Regions from separate parts of the Zea mays genome. Here region 1 is linked to region 2. Evidence: chromatin contacts called from public Hi-C data. All regions are on one chromosome and are shown on one strand. The core of a region is the stretch at or near the end of the contact, and the rest is flanking DNA. Distances in the headings are between cores, read along the strand shown.

What was found. Hi-C and Micro-C count contacts between places; a contact is called where the count stands out from the background.
Region 1: a contact with region 2 is called in a Hi-C map of ear, with 5 times the contacts expected there. The contact joins two enhancer-like sites. A contact is called at or near these places in 3 of 25 Hi-C or Micro-C datasets (ear, leaf and root tip).

What each region holds. Positions count from the first base shown.
Region 1 is chr1:30,196,820-30,203,162 of Zm-B73-REFERENCE-NAM-5.0, reverse strand. No RefSeq gene overlaps it. Among protein-coding and RNA genes, the nearest start is that of LOC100279272, 40 kb to the left of the region's middle. Within about 2 kb of position 2,997, at least 19 of the 20 cell types and tissues checked have an H3K27ac peak or open chromatin away from gene starts, as enhancers often do. A contact at or near this core is called in ear and root tip, where this site is marked.
Region 2 is chr1:29,754,410-29,760,942 of Zm-B73-REFERENCE-NAM-5.0, reverse strand. It overlaps LOC109940843, which reads right to left. Exons shown (of 3, transcript XM_020541177.1): 3 at 4,677-6,323. Among protein-coding and RNA genes, the nearest start is that of LOC109940843, 13 kb to the right of the region's middle. Within about 2 kb of position 3,727, at least 15 of the 20 cell types and tissues checked have an H3K27ac peak or open chromatin away from gene starts, as enhancers often do. A contact at or near this core is called in ear and root tip, where this site is marked.

The DNA of each region.
Region 1 (6,343 bases), core at 1,748-4,247, 440 kb before region 2:
ACTTTATTGGAGAAATTCATCCTTCATCATCAAAGGGGCATCGGTTCGTGTTAGTTGCCACTGACTACTTTACCAAATGGACTGAAGTCGTTCCTCTGAAAAACATGACACACAAGGAGGTAATTGAGTTCATAACTGAGCATATTATTCATAGATTCGGCATTCCCCAGACCTTGACTACAGATCAAGGGACTTCTTTTATGTCAAAGGAGGTACGTGAATTTGCTGAATTATACAGAATTAAGCTACTTAATTCATCTCCATATTATGCTCAGGCCAATGGACAGGCCGAGTCTAGTAATAGGACATTGATTAATTTGATAAAAAAGAAGATATCTGGTAATCCTAAACATTGGCATAAGATTTTGTCCGAAGCTTTATGGGCTCACAGAATATCTAAACATAGTGCTACTAAAGTATCTCCTTTTGAGCTTGTTTATGGGCAGGAAGCAGTATTGCCTGTGGAAATAAGTTTGAATGCTGTCAGGTTCGCCAGACAAAATGATCTAACTGTCACTGATTATTATAATTCAATGATGGATAATATTGATGAGGTGACCGACAAGAGGGTGATAGCTTTGGGAGCAATAGAAAAGGACAAGATTATGGTAGCCAGGGCCTACAATAAGAAGGTTAAAGCAAAGTCATTTCAAGTAGGGGATCTGGTGTGGAAGACCATCTTGCCTCTAAGGAATAAAGACCGGAAGTTTGGGAAATGGTCGCCAAGCTGGGAGGGTCCTTATAAAGTAAAACAGGTAATGTCTGGTAACACCTATTTGCTACAAACATTACAAGGCAATGATTTACCAAAGTCTTTGAATGGGCGTTTCCTCAAACAGTACCATCCTAGTATGTGGCAAGATGCATAAGAGAACCGATGTGATCACATCGAGTTAGTTGCTTTTGGTTCGCCCAGCTCCACCAAAAGGCAGGGGGCATATGTTTGAACCAAAAAAGAGCTGGCGGACGGTCCGGCCCTGAGGCCGGACGGTCCGCGGTCCGGACAGTCCGCGCCTGTGGGCCAGACGGTCCGCGCGTGCGCAGAACAGATTAGGGTTCCGAGTTTTGTGCTACGGTTGTTAGCTATATTCGCGGAATTAGCTCGGAATCAGTTGTGTAAAGGGTCCAGCCCCCCTCCTCTATAAATAGAGAGGTCTACGGCCGATTTGTAATCATCAACAATCGAATCAATACAACTTTTATTCGCATTTTATCCTAGGAGTAGTTCTAGTCTAGTTTAGGTTTAGCCTCTCAATCCCCAAATTCTTCGCCTCTCTTCGACTCTACGCCGATTGGAGGAGTCTAGGTCGGCCGGCCCGAGCCTAGACACAACCTAGGATCTCTCCTCCCCGACGGGGTCCCTCCCGGGAGCGAGATCCAGGCCGCCACCGGCGACTTCCGCCGCCCCTGCGCACGCGCGGACCGTCCGGCCGTCAGGCAGAGGACCCAAGCACCTGCACCAGGTCGCGGACCGTCCGGCCCTAGGCCGTGGACCGTCCGCGCCTGACCAGGGAGCACCGCCGCCTCGCGCCAGGTCGCGGACCGTCCGGCTCCGTGCCGCGGACCGTCCGCGCCTGACCAGAGAGCACCGCCGCTAGTTCTCTTGAGTAATTGGCGCCTCCAAAAAGGTGCCAACAGGGAGATACCATGGCCCTTGGTTATTGAGTGGACCTAGCTTTGTGTCGGGGCCTTATGGTCAACCATGGGGGTTGCGGCCATAGCAGTGGATTGAGCTCTCTGCGTCACTAGGTCGTGAACATGTGTGTTATCCCTTCTATGCTTTCACCCATTGATATCAGTTTTGTTGTACCAAAATTTACAAGCAGCATATCTTTCGCAGGAATATTTATGGCATTTGTGGAGAGGTAATGTACAAGTCAAATCGATTATGTGAGATCGATCCAACTAGGAGAACTTTGTAGCTTAGTTTTTTTTTTTCGTTCCACTGGTTTGCAATTATTTTTTGAAAATGAGGGGAAACAACTTTTTTTACCGGAGTCTATAATGAAGTTCCCAATAAACTGTTTGGAAACGATAAACGCCCTGTCAAATGAGGCTTAAAGCTGAGCTCTCATCTCGCATTTTGAGATAATTCTGGGGGTTTTATGTGATAGAAACAGCGCACCTGTGTCGAGATTTTATGCGATGCCCTCCGGAACCGAACGTGTGAAGTTTGGTATCCGAATGGTGTTGATGATTTTTATGATGACAGAAGTACAGATTAATGTCGGGAGGGAGTACTTATGGTGCATGCACTTCACCCACAGCCACAGCAAGTCCAAGTCCGCCTCCCTCGGTGACGTGTGGGGCCTATGTACGATGAGAATGAGAGCCCCACGCAGTCATGGGGGGACCAAAGAGTGACCCCAGGCAAAACATGTGGCAGTGGCAAGCCCTGCTTTTGCAGCATCGGGAGCAAGAAGAAACGGGAGCATTTTCTGCTGCACCAGTTGAGGGGAGTGGGGCCCAGAAGTCGGAAAACAGTGCGTTAAGCGCGGAGAGCGTGAGCCTCGGATTCTCTGCGTGTAAACTCTACGCTTGTATACTACTATAATATACTATACTCCTATCTATAGTAGCTGGTGTGCCGGATTAGCCGTGTGTCACAAACAAAAATCCAAGAAAGCCCGTCATATCAGCAGCCACACATCAAGGAGCCAAAACGAAGGTAAAGTGCGGCGCAAGCGTCCGCAAAGCGCGCGAGCACGCGTTCGGCCAACTCCGGCAGGAGGACCCACGAGGAGCCAGGATTCTAGGATCGCCAAGGCAGCGCCAGCCGGCATGCGGCCAGCGGGCTCCTGAATCATTTCCACCCGCGCAGCGGAACACTCGCGCCGTCGCGCGCGGATCGGCCCCGGGCATGATGCGGTCCCGAACCCCGCGACCGCGAGACTCTGTCCCCGAACACGACCGGCGAACGAGGTGAGGAGGGAAGAGGAACGGAATGGAAGGGAGCCGCCCGTGGAGAAGGAAATGATGATGTGTTGTTGCAGTGTCGCACGGTGCCCGGTTCTCGCGGCGGCGTGGGGCTGGGGCGGGCACTCGGGCGGGCCTGATGGAGCGGCCCAACGCGGCGTCGGCCGCTTTTCCCAGCTTGTCCTTCCAGCGAGTGCGTACGGATGGTTTTGTGAAACGCCATTCAGCTGGGTGACTTTGGAATCCTATCGCGACCTCGCCTGTGTGGCTGTGTGTGAGTATTCTTGCATTTCTGGACGCAGATACCCTGCATGGATCAGCAGCACAGCGGCGCGGCTCTTGGTTGCTGAGTGTAAAATAAGGTGCATCGTGCACGTCTAGATTCTAGATCTTCGACGCGTGGTCCTGGCGATTTAATAAGCAGCCCATCTTGCCTCATTTCGTGCCTCGTCGTCGCGTAGGGACCGGGCCGACATATTGCACGGGCCTGGCCGCGTATCGTGCTGTGGAGTGTGGACCTTCTGCCGGTACTGTGCTCGCTGCAGTAGCCTCCGTTTTGCTGATTGAGCAATCGAATTGGTTCATTTGTCTTGTACGTAAGCCACATCTGACAGCGGGCACAGATAGTCGCTCGGTGTACTGTATGCATAGTACACGGCTCTCGTCAGTTTGCGACGCGATCTGTGAATCTACTATTTCACCGTCCCATCTTGAATCATCGCGTACGTTGACTTTGACAGAGCGTCTATTTGATTAGGTATACGCAAGGAATAGTGACTGCATGAGTAGATAAAAAATAAGTTATTCTGATGTCATTTATCTATATCTACACATACGCTAGAAATGGTCGTACCTGGCCGATCAGGCTCACGTGGGAGTGTGAGAGTAGGTATGCGGGCGCAGTAAGGCGCCTAGTGAATTACAACACTACACATTAGCGGTCTGTTCCTCGACCCTGATATTGATGACCCTCTCTCGCGTTGAATTCGTCGATGTCAACGCGCCTTGAATACCTTCCTGATACTGCTCCACAACCACACAACTGCGCGCAGGGCTCCAGCAGCTGACCACTACGGCATCACCGCCGTCGTCTCGAGCGCCTTCCTCCCTCGTCTCCCGGGGAGCTTCGTTTGGACGCTTCCGGTACGCAGTCGCCAAGCCCCAGAACCCCAGGTTACCGATGCCGGGGGATCGTCGACGGATCCATTAAGAATTCCGGTTGCTAATCTAGAGACAAGAAACACCGGTCCGTGTGTCAAAGCTCGTCGCATCCATGCATGTATGTGCACGCACGACGATCACGTACTTAACTCAGGTCAGCGTCTCCGTCTCCTGCTCTTGTCATTTTCTCCTGATCGAGCTCGCCGATCCACCATCGGGCACCGTCTCTAGTCTAGCGATCTTTGGTTTGAGGCGGGAGTTAATTCCTTGGTCCAGCAGCAGGTGGACCAGGCCCCAAGACCATCGCGTTGCCTGATGAATTCTCAACTTCTCAACTCCGTCATGGCAGATTGGACCTCGTGGGTTGGGCCTGGTTCAGCTCAGCTTCGATCGACTTGGACCAAATAAATGCTGCTGCTCCAGCAGAGTTTATGACTACTATGAGCGTTCAGCAGGGAAAAAAAGTGGGCGCATGCTATTGGTTGGGAACCGGATACAATACCAAATTCTCAACCCGAATATAGTACCGAAGATCATCGAGACTAATTAAGGATATCAATCTAGCCTTTAGTATCCGTTCTTGACTAAAACCGATACTAAAAGGTCCTACTTTAGTATTGTTTTTTGGCTTTAACCGATACTAAATAATAGATTTTTTAGTACCGATTTGAGCCAAGAATCAAAGTGTCAAGTGACATTTTATTATATGTATATATATTGATTTATATGTGTATACAAAATGAATAACAATAGTAATATGTGTATATTAAAATGAATATTAATATTAATATATACAAATATACAAGCAACTACTATAAAATCATCTAACTACTGAAGGTATCTTTATTTCTATATTCTTCGTCATCTAATGAGACCAGGAGATTTCGTCCATCATAATAGAACTCTTTATTTTTTATACGATCTAATTATATATGAACCTATAAGTTATTCTTAAATTCCTTGGATCTTTTCAGAGAGAGTGGTTCTTCATTCATCTTCATCAACTGTGATTTGCTAATAGCATTAATAAAAAAGTATTACTATATTAAAGTCGAGGTATTTTATTATCATCAAATCAACATTAATGCTACAGAATTGTTGGTGTACCTTGATACCTTTTGTCACTAACTCGTTACCCACGAAGGTATGAAGGAATTTACATATGTAGCATCCACAAAGGTTGATCCGCTTTTCCTGTGTCAAACACTAAAATTGGGAAAAGGTTATGGATTATCATTGATAAATAACTTGCGATACGTGCAAGCTTCATACATACATGAAAGTTCGGCCTAAGCATATGAATTTCCTTTAGATCGGGTTGCTTCTTGCATAGCCAACTCCATGCCCTATATAACGAAAATGATTAATCCTTGGTACGTGCACGATTCAATTATTTAAAGGTTTAGAGAGTTAAGTTTGAATGGTAAGAATGACTCATCAAGAAGGTTCACTATTTCTTATAACTATATGGTTGGCTTTCTCATGTAGTCAAACATATATATACATATAATGCCTTCATCCATTGAGAACACCAGAAGTATCTGGTGAAAGCTATAAAAATGTTATAAATAGGGAAATCAAATTAGACTATACATATAGTTATGAAAACATATGAGCTACGAAAAGGTATTGCACGTTAACTTAAATTTGTAAGGAATAAGTATGTATTGTATATAATGTTTCTTCTGAAAAAACTTGACCAATATTTTTAGAACGTCCACATGGAAGTCCTTAATTGTTTTTGGTTAATAACCATAGGGCAAATGAAGCCAATATTGAAAAACCCTTCTTTATGGTATCTCTGGATCTTCATCCTTGATGAAACAAAGTAGGTGTAAAAGAATGCCTAATAGCATTGAATATATATATATATATATACATATATATATTATTCAATCGTATACAAGAGATATAGTAAGCACTTATAGAACCCAACAACAAAGGAGAGAGATGTCTATCGGATTCCGCTGGTATATCTCAAATATATATTTAAAATGTAGCCACACCTTGTTAAGGCCACTATAGAAGTCACAATCTTTTTTAAGCAGACCAAATCAAAGTCCTATAAGTGGACGGCTCCTTCATGTCCTAGTCATGCAATCTACACATTTGTGTTATCATTTTTTTGCCAATTCTAGCTATACTAGAGGCTTTCCATGCTAGTATGTCCAAGCGAGCTCTTGTGATGGCAAGTTTTTCTTCGGACAATTTTTATGTTCTTTACTCATCATGCTCTCATAGTTGGAGATATAATGTTTCTTTTTCT
Region 2 (6,533 bases), core at 2,478-4,977:
TGGAATTGGGAGAGGATTTGATCACTTGAGTGTGTCTAGAATTGAATGCTAGAGCTCTTGTAAGTAGTTGGAAGGTGGAAAACTTGGATGTCTTGAATGTGGGGTGGTTGGGGGTATTTATAACCCCAACCACCAAACTAGCCGTTTGGTGAAGGCTGCTGTCGCATGGCGCACCGGACAGTCCGGTGCGCCATCGGACACTGTCTGGTGCACCAGCCACGTCACCAGGTCGTTGGGTTCTGATCGTTGGAGCACTGACGTGTGGGCCCGCCTGGCTGACCGGTGGCGCACCGGACAAGTCCTGTAGACTGTCTGGTGTGCCACCCGCGCGTGCACTGCTCCACTGCGCGCGCAGGCGCGCATTTAATGCGTTGCAGTCGACCGTTGGCACGAAGTAGTCGTTGCTCCGCTGGCTCACCGGACAGTCCGGTGTGCACCGGACATGTCCGGTGAATTATAGCGGAGCGGGAATCCGAAGCTGGCGAGTTCAGAGTCACTCTCCTCTGGAGCACCGGACACTGTCCGGTGTGCATCGGACAAGTCCGATGAATTATAGCGAAGCGTCTCTGAAAATTCTCGAAGGTGAAGAGTTTGGCTTGGAGTTCCCTGGTGCACCGGACACTGTCCGGTGGTGCACCGGACAGTCCGGTGCGCTAGACCAGGGTGCCTTCGGTTATCCCTTGCTCTCTTTGGTTGAACCCTTTTCTTGGTCTCTTTATTGGCTTAGTGTGAACCTTTGGCACTTGTATAACTTATAGACTAGAGCAAACTAGTTAGTCCAATTATTTGTGTTGGGCAATTCAACCACCAAAATCATTTAGGAAATAGGTGTAAGCCTAATTCCCTTTCACAATCGACTCGTCCTCCACTCCCACTCTGTCTCAGGTGAGAGCAAGGAGCACGGGCTCGAGTCCAGCCATACGACCTCGGCACGACAGCTCACAACATCGCATACAGCAACTCGAGGTTAGTGCTTCTGTAACTCGTCCTTCCTTGAGTTATATACCTACTCTTTGAGTTACTATAACGTTGGCTTGTAATATTACAGAACCAACTAGAAGAAGAGAGGAGGGAACGTCACGAGATGGAGGCGAGGATGATAGCGGAGCGGGAGGCGGAGCGCCGGGCAGATCATCAGAGGATGGCGGAGATGTTCCAGTACATGCAGAGCCTTGGCGCCGCACAGGGCATCGCTCCGCCACCTCCATTGTTCCCTCCAGTTGACCCTGCTCTCTTCCACACTCCTGTGAGTATCAAAATTGTAGTTAGATGTTTGTAATGCATCTGGTATAACACATGCAATCTCTTCTCTGTGCAGGGCCAATCTGGGGCGGCATCCAACAACCCTCCGGAAGGGTTCAGCCCAACGCAGCCCCGGTCAAGCCGTCCACCTCCATGAGTGTTGTGTTTTCATTGTTTTAGACTTCAGTACTTGTGTATAATACTTATGTCTGTGTTTGATACTTATGTGAGAGCTTGCGACGTTTGAGACTTATGTTTGTGTTTGATACTTGTGTTGAACACTTATGTTTGTGATGGATATTTATGTTTGTGGTGACGGTTTTATGTTTGTGTTGGCTATTTATGTCTGTGATGATATCTGTGATGTATATATGTGATATCTTCTGTTTGTGTTGATGGAATACAAAAAAACAAATAAAAAAGGTATATACTGGTCACTTTGCCGAGTGTAACACTCGGCAAAGAGGGGCTTTGCCGAGTGTCAGGGTCATAACACTCGGCAAAGAGCCAAAACCTAGGCACCGGTTTAGGTACTTTGCCGAGTGTTATGTCGCTGGCACTCGGCAAAGAGGCAGGCTTTGCCGAGTGCCACATAGAGCACTCGGGAAAGAGCCTGACATGGGGACCCTCCCTGGCGGGCTCTTTGCCGAGTATCCCAGAGGGCACTCGGCAAAGATGTATTCTTTGCCGAGTGCTTCTGGGAAGACACTCGGCAAAGGTGCAGCCTTTGCCGAGTGTCGTCCTTGACACTCGGCAAAGAAGCCGTCTCCGTTACCTCGTCGCCGTAATGACCACTTTTCTTTGCCGAGTGCCCGAGAAAAAGTACTCGGCAAAGAAAGCTTTGCCGATGTACTGTTTGCCGAGCCTTCTTTGCCGAGTGTTTTTGGGGCTTTGCCGAGTGCTTCGGGCACTCAGCAAAGCGCCCGTTTCCGGTAGTGCAAGTGTATTATCTCCCATATACGTGCCAAACGAAAGAACATTTTAAGGGTTAGGATGTTGTATCACACTCGGCAAAAGCTTTACTGAGTGTTTTGTAGGCTTTGCCGAGTGCTTCAGTCACTCGGCAAAGCGCTCGATTCCGGTAGTGATATACATATACCACTATGAAAGCAAGGTATCAACATCAGTATCTCATGGTATAGGTATAGGAGGATCTAATAGGCTACCAATTCCCGTGGGCTGTGGATGCAAATGTATGTTGACGGTGCCCATCTCAAGGTCACGAGGGGGGCGCGAGGGATGAGACAAGAAAGCTTCAATCAAGTGGACACAAAGTCCATGTGCAATGACTCGATCGAGCCCGGGGGACCGGGCACTTTGCCATTTAACTGCCTACCCATCGTCCGCGCGCGGTACCACATGCATGCATGGTGATTGATGATGCATGGACGACTATGCCACACCGCCATGCACAGTTGATGAGACAGTAGAGAGGATGAGTAAATAATGCGAACAGAATCGACAACTTGCTAGCATGGAGGGAGCAACTGCCCTCTCGGGGAACACACAAACATTACCTCCTCATACATTGCATGCGCACGGCTAGCTAATAAGTAATACATTGCAGGTAGTGTGCAACAAAAAGTAAAAAATCAGGTCGGATTCTTCGCTCGCTAGCTCCGTACGTAATCTGGTGTGGCCGCGCATGCACGCACGTACGTACGGCGTTCCATCATGCACGGGCACGGCACATACGGCGCACAGCAACACACGCCAAAGCCGGCCATTACGCCGCAATTAATAGGCTGCCCGGGTGCCGGGCCTTGCAGGGCATCGGGAGACAGTCTGCGCCCGTGCGCTGCTGCTTCCGGCCGAGCATGCAACGCCCTTTGCGATCCACTCTTTGGCGTCCGACACGTCGGCCTCGACCCTGCACGGCCACGGGGCCGGGTACTACTTCCCCTTGCACATGCACAAGCATATACACATGCATCCACGGTGGTATAGTGCGTGCTCTGAGAGGATGCGTGCCCGCCCATGTGGTGTCGGAGCTAGTACGTGTACGTACGTGCGTACTGATGGATGGATGGAAGATAGATCCATGTACGCGACCATGCACCGGCCACAGTCAGTCCTGTGACTCGATCACTGAAGACGGACAGATCGATTGATCGGTCGCTCGAGTCGAGCAGTCAGTCGATCGATCATCGGTCAATCGAGGGGTACACAGTAAGCTGGACGCGCGACCGACGTGTATGTACTTGCTCCTATGTAAAGCTAAGGCTGCCCCCGCGCGCGCGCACAGGCACAGTGCGCAAGCTAGCTAGCACGTACTATAGTAGAGTTCTTCGTGCGAACTCTACGCTTGACATGAGATCCCGGCCTCTCACTCGCGGGCGCCGCACGTGGCGGCATGCATTGCATGGGCACAGTCTCGGCTATAGCTAGCTAGCCCCTATGAATGGACGCACGAGATCTGTGTGGTACGTGCTCTACGTATAGCTAGGAAGCAGGTCAGGACGACTGAGTGAGGAGTAGCTCCTCGTAGCTGGCGGCTGGCGCCTACTCCGGCCAGGGGTATTCCCCGGCCCCGTGGTACGTAGTGGTACCGCGGCATTATCGCGCTGTCTCTCGCGGGGCAGGCAGGACGCCCCCCGCCCGTGTCACGTCCGCGTCGACGGACGCAGCCGAGAGCGGCTGGTTGGTTGGCCTCGTGGGCGCGCGCGCCGACGGCGGCGTCGTTTCGGCCGCTGATTGGCTCCGGCCTCCGGTCCGCCGGGGACGGACGGACGCTCCATCGATCGCTGCAGCTCGCTCTGCTGCTCAGAGTTGGTGCACCCGTACGTACGTGCGCAGGCTGAGGGGTGCGTGGAGGCGTCCGTGTCTCGTCAGCCAGGCACGCAGCACCAGCGACCCATCACATGCGCTGATGCATTGCACACACACTACTACAGCGGTGCGCTCCCAAGTACCCTCTCCCTGTACGTGCGACATGACATTCCTGTTACCGCCTTCGGCAGCTGCAAGCTCTGCTAGCTACACATTCCTGTTACAACCATCTTCTGCTACATGTTACGGATCGACGCAAGAAGAGGATGGGGCCCCGCCCAGCCTTGTTGGTTCCATGCCGACACGGGAGCAACTTCTTCCATCGGGTATTGTTAGACCACACGTACGCTAGCTTGCTGAGAACGGCCAGGCCACAGTCGTCTGATGGATGGTACTTGAATTTCTTGAGAAAGAGAAGGTACCGTACACGTGCAAATAAATGTCAAACATGAAAACTGTAAATATTAACACGGCATCAGGCTACATGAACACTCTTTTTTCTCTCCCATGCAGACAACATGATCCTGGCAAACCATCATCTACGCGTTGTGTCAGAGAGGCAGAAAGAGGAGCCTCAACATTACCACACGTTTGTCGGGATGCAAATGACCTTCGGTGAGTGCACAATAAAACCGAAACAGGTTAATCTCTCTCAGGGCCATATGTTGGTCCATTTCTGCAAGCGAATGATTTTTCATCCTCTTGCCATATATATGAATCATGGTCCAGCATATGCACAATCATTTTACTGTTTGCAAGTCATATGGCAAAACTCACACAGGTCACGACAAGGGAGGTTTTACCCGCTACATGTATGTGCATGCACAGTCAAGTTTTCATTCTGGCTCTTCCGGGGCCACAAAGTGAACAATGGACTTGGATTCAGATCACAAGCTGCTGCCAGCCTTCATGTGCGTTTCGATTATGACATCAATGTGTCTAGCCGAAAACAGACCAGAACACCAAACCAAATTATTTAGCAACCCCACAAGAGAGCCTTCCATTTTTTTTTTTTGGGTGGGTGGGTGGGGGCAAGGTTTCATGGATGATAAGGAGAAAAACAGGAACCCTATTGACGAGGCATCATCCTTTGAATCTTGTTATCACAAACCCCAGAGAGAGAGGATCGGATGCATGTTAAGATAAGCCACTTTAACCCCCACTCCAAGAGAAGAATTCCTCCCTTAGTCCATTCTACCTTGTTGGACCTCTCCACTCCACTTGCACATCTTTTCTCCCCACACTGCCGCCAGGATTTCTGCCCAGCCTGTATCAATATAGAAAGGCTTTAGAAATGTTTACAATTTACAAGAACGGCATAAAGTAGGAACACAAAAGTTCCGCTGGGGGTGGGGTGGGGGTAGGACAGCAATGGTGAATGCAGAATAAAAAGGCAGAAACTGCAGGGTAATGTGGGTACACACGACAACTAAATCAATTTGCAAATATATTGCAGAATAAAAGAACTCCTTGAAAAGGCAACGTGACAACAGAATATGTTCCAATGGTGAATGCATCTGCCGGGACTAATGTAGCAAGTTTGCTTGGTGTGGGCATATGTGTGTCATGCTCCTCACTGTTGTGCCCCACTACCAGCTGGACATGGTGCTCCTAAAATCTGGCTATGTGTGACCACCGTTCACCTAGTTGATCAGATAGCTGGCATCTTGTGATGGGCACACAGGGGCTCACCTCCTTTCCATTCTATCAGTCAAGGCTACATGCTTTTATCAATGATATGTGAAGAAAATGCAATCAACTACAGTTGGCTTAGAAGCCATAAGATTTGCTTCCTTCCTAGATCTTCTTTACCTGAAATAAAATTTCTAAAGTCTTCCTGTCAATATCTTGCATCAACAGCAAAGAGATGATGTGCAGGTCAAAAACTTCTTTTTTATGCAGAGATAGTTTCAGCAGTTTGTTCTATCAATTTAGATTGTGATGAGCTTGTAAGGTACCAGTATTGTATGATTATTCCTAAAAGATGAACATAGTAGAAACGACACAATGGTATTTGCTTGATAAAATTTTGAGAACATTTAATTCACTGTGGCATGGCATTGAAAGCAATCAGGTGTGTTCAGAACCTTATACTGGCTCCTAATGCAGGAATTTATTCCAGATAATGATGGGTGTGCATTTAAAAGGAAAATGCCAAAAATTAAAGTCCTCGAAAAAGAAGAGGTATCTGTCTCTATCTGCCATGATGATCAGCATTTGCCATATCCACATCTCGGCTGTCAGCCACTTGAGCAATTCATCCAAACATCAACAGCAGGAACAATCATCAGCACACCACACCAAACTGAACCCTGGAGAATACATTTGGAACTGTGATTGCTATTATGCCGTATGATGAAATCAAGTATGACCTTGAAGTATACAAAGTGCAATTCAACATTAACAAGTACAGACGACTACAAGTTTATGCTGAAGTGCAAGTCAAAGCCTTACAAGAAATATACCTTCGAGAAACATCCTCTCTGTCTACCCCAATCTCCTTTTGATGACATCTAAGGGGT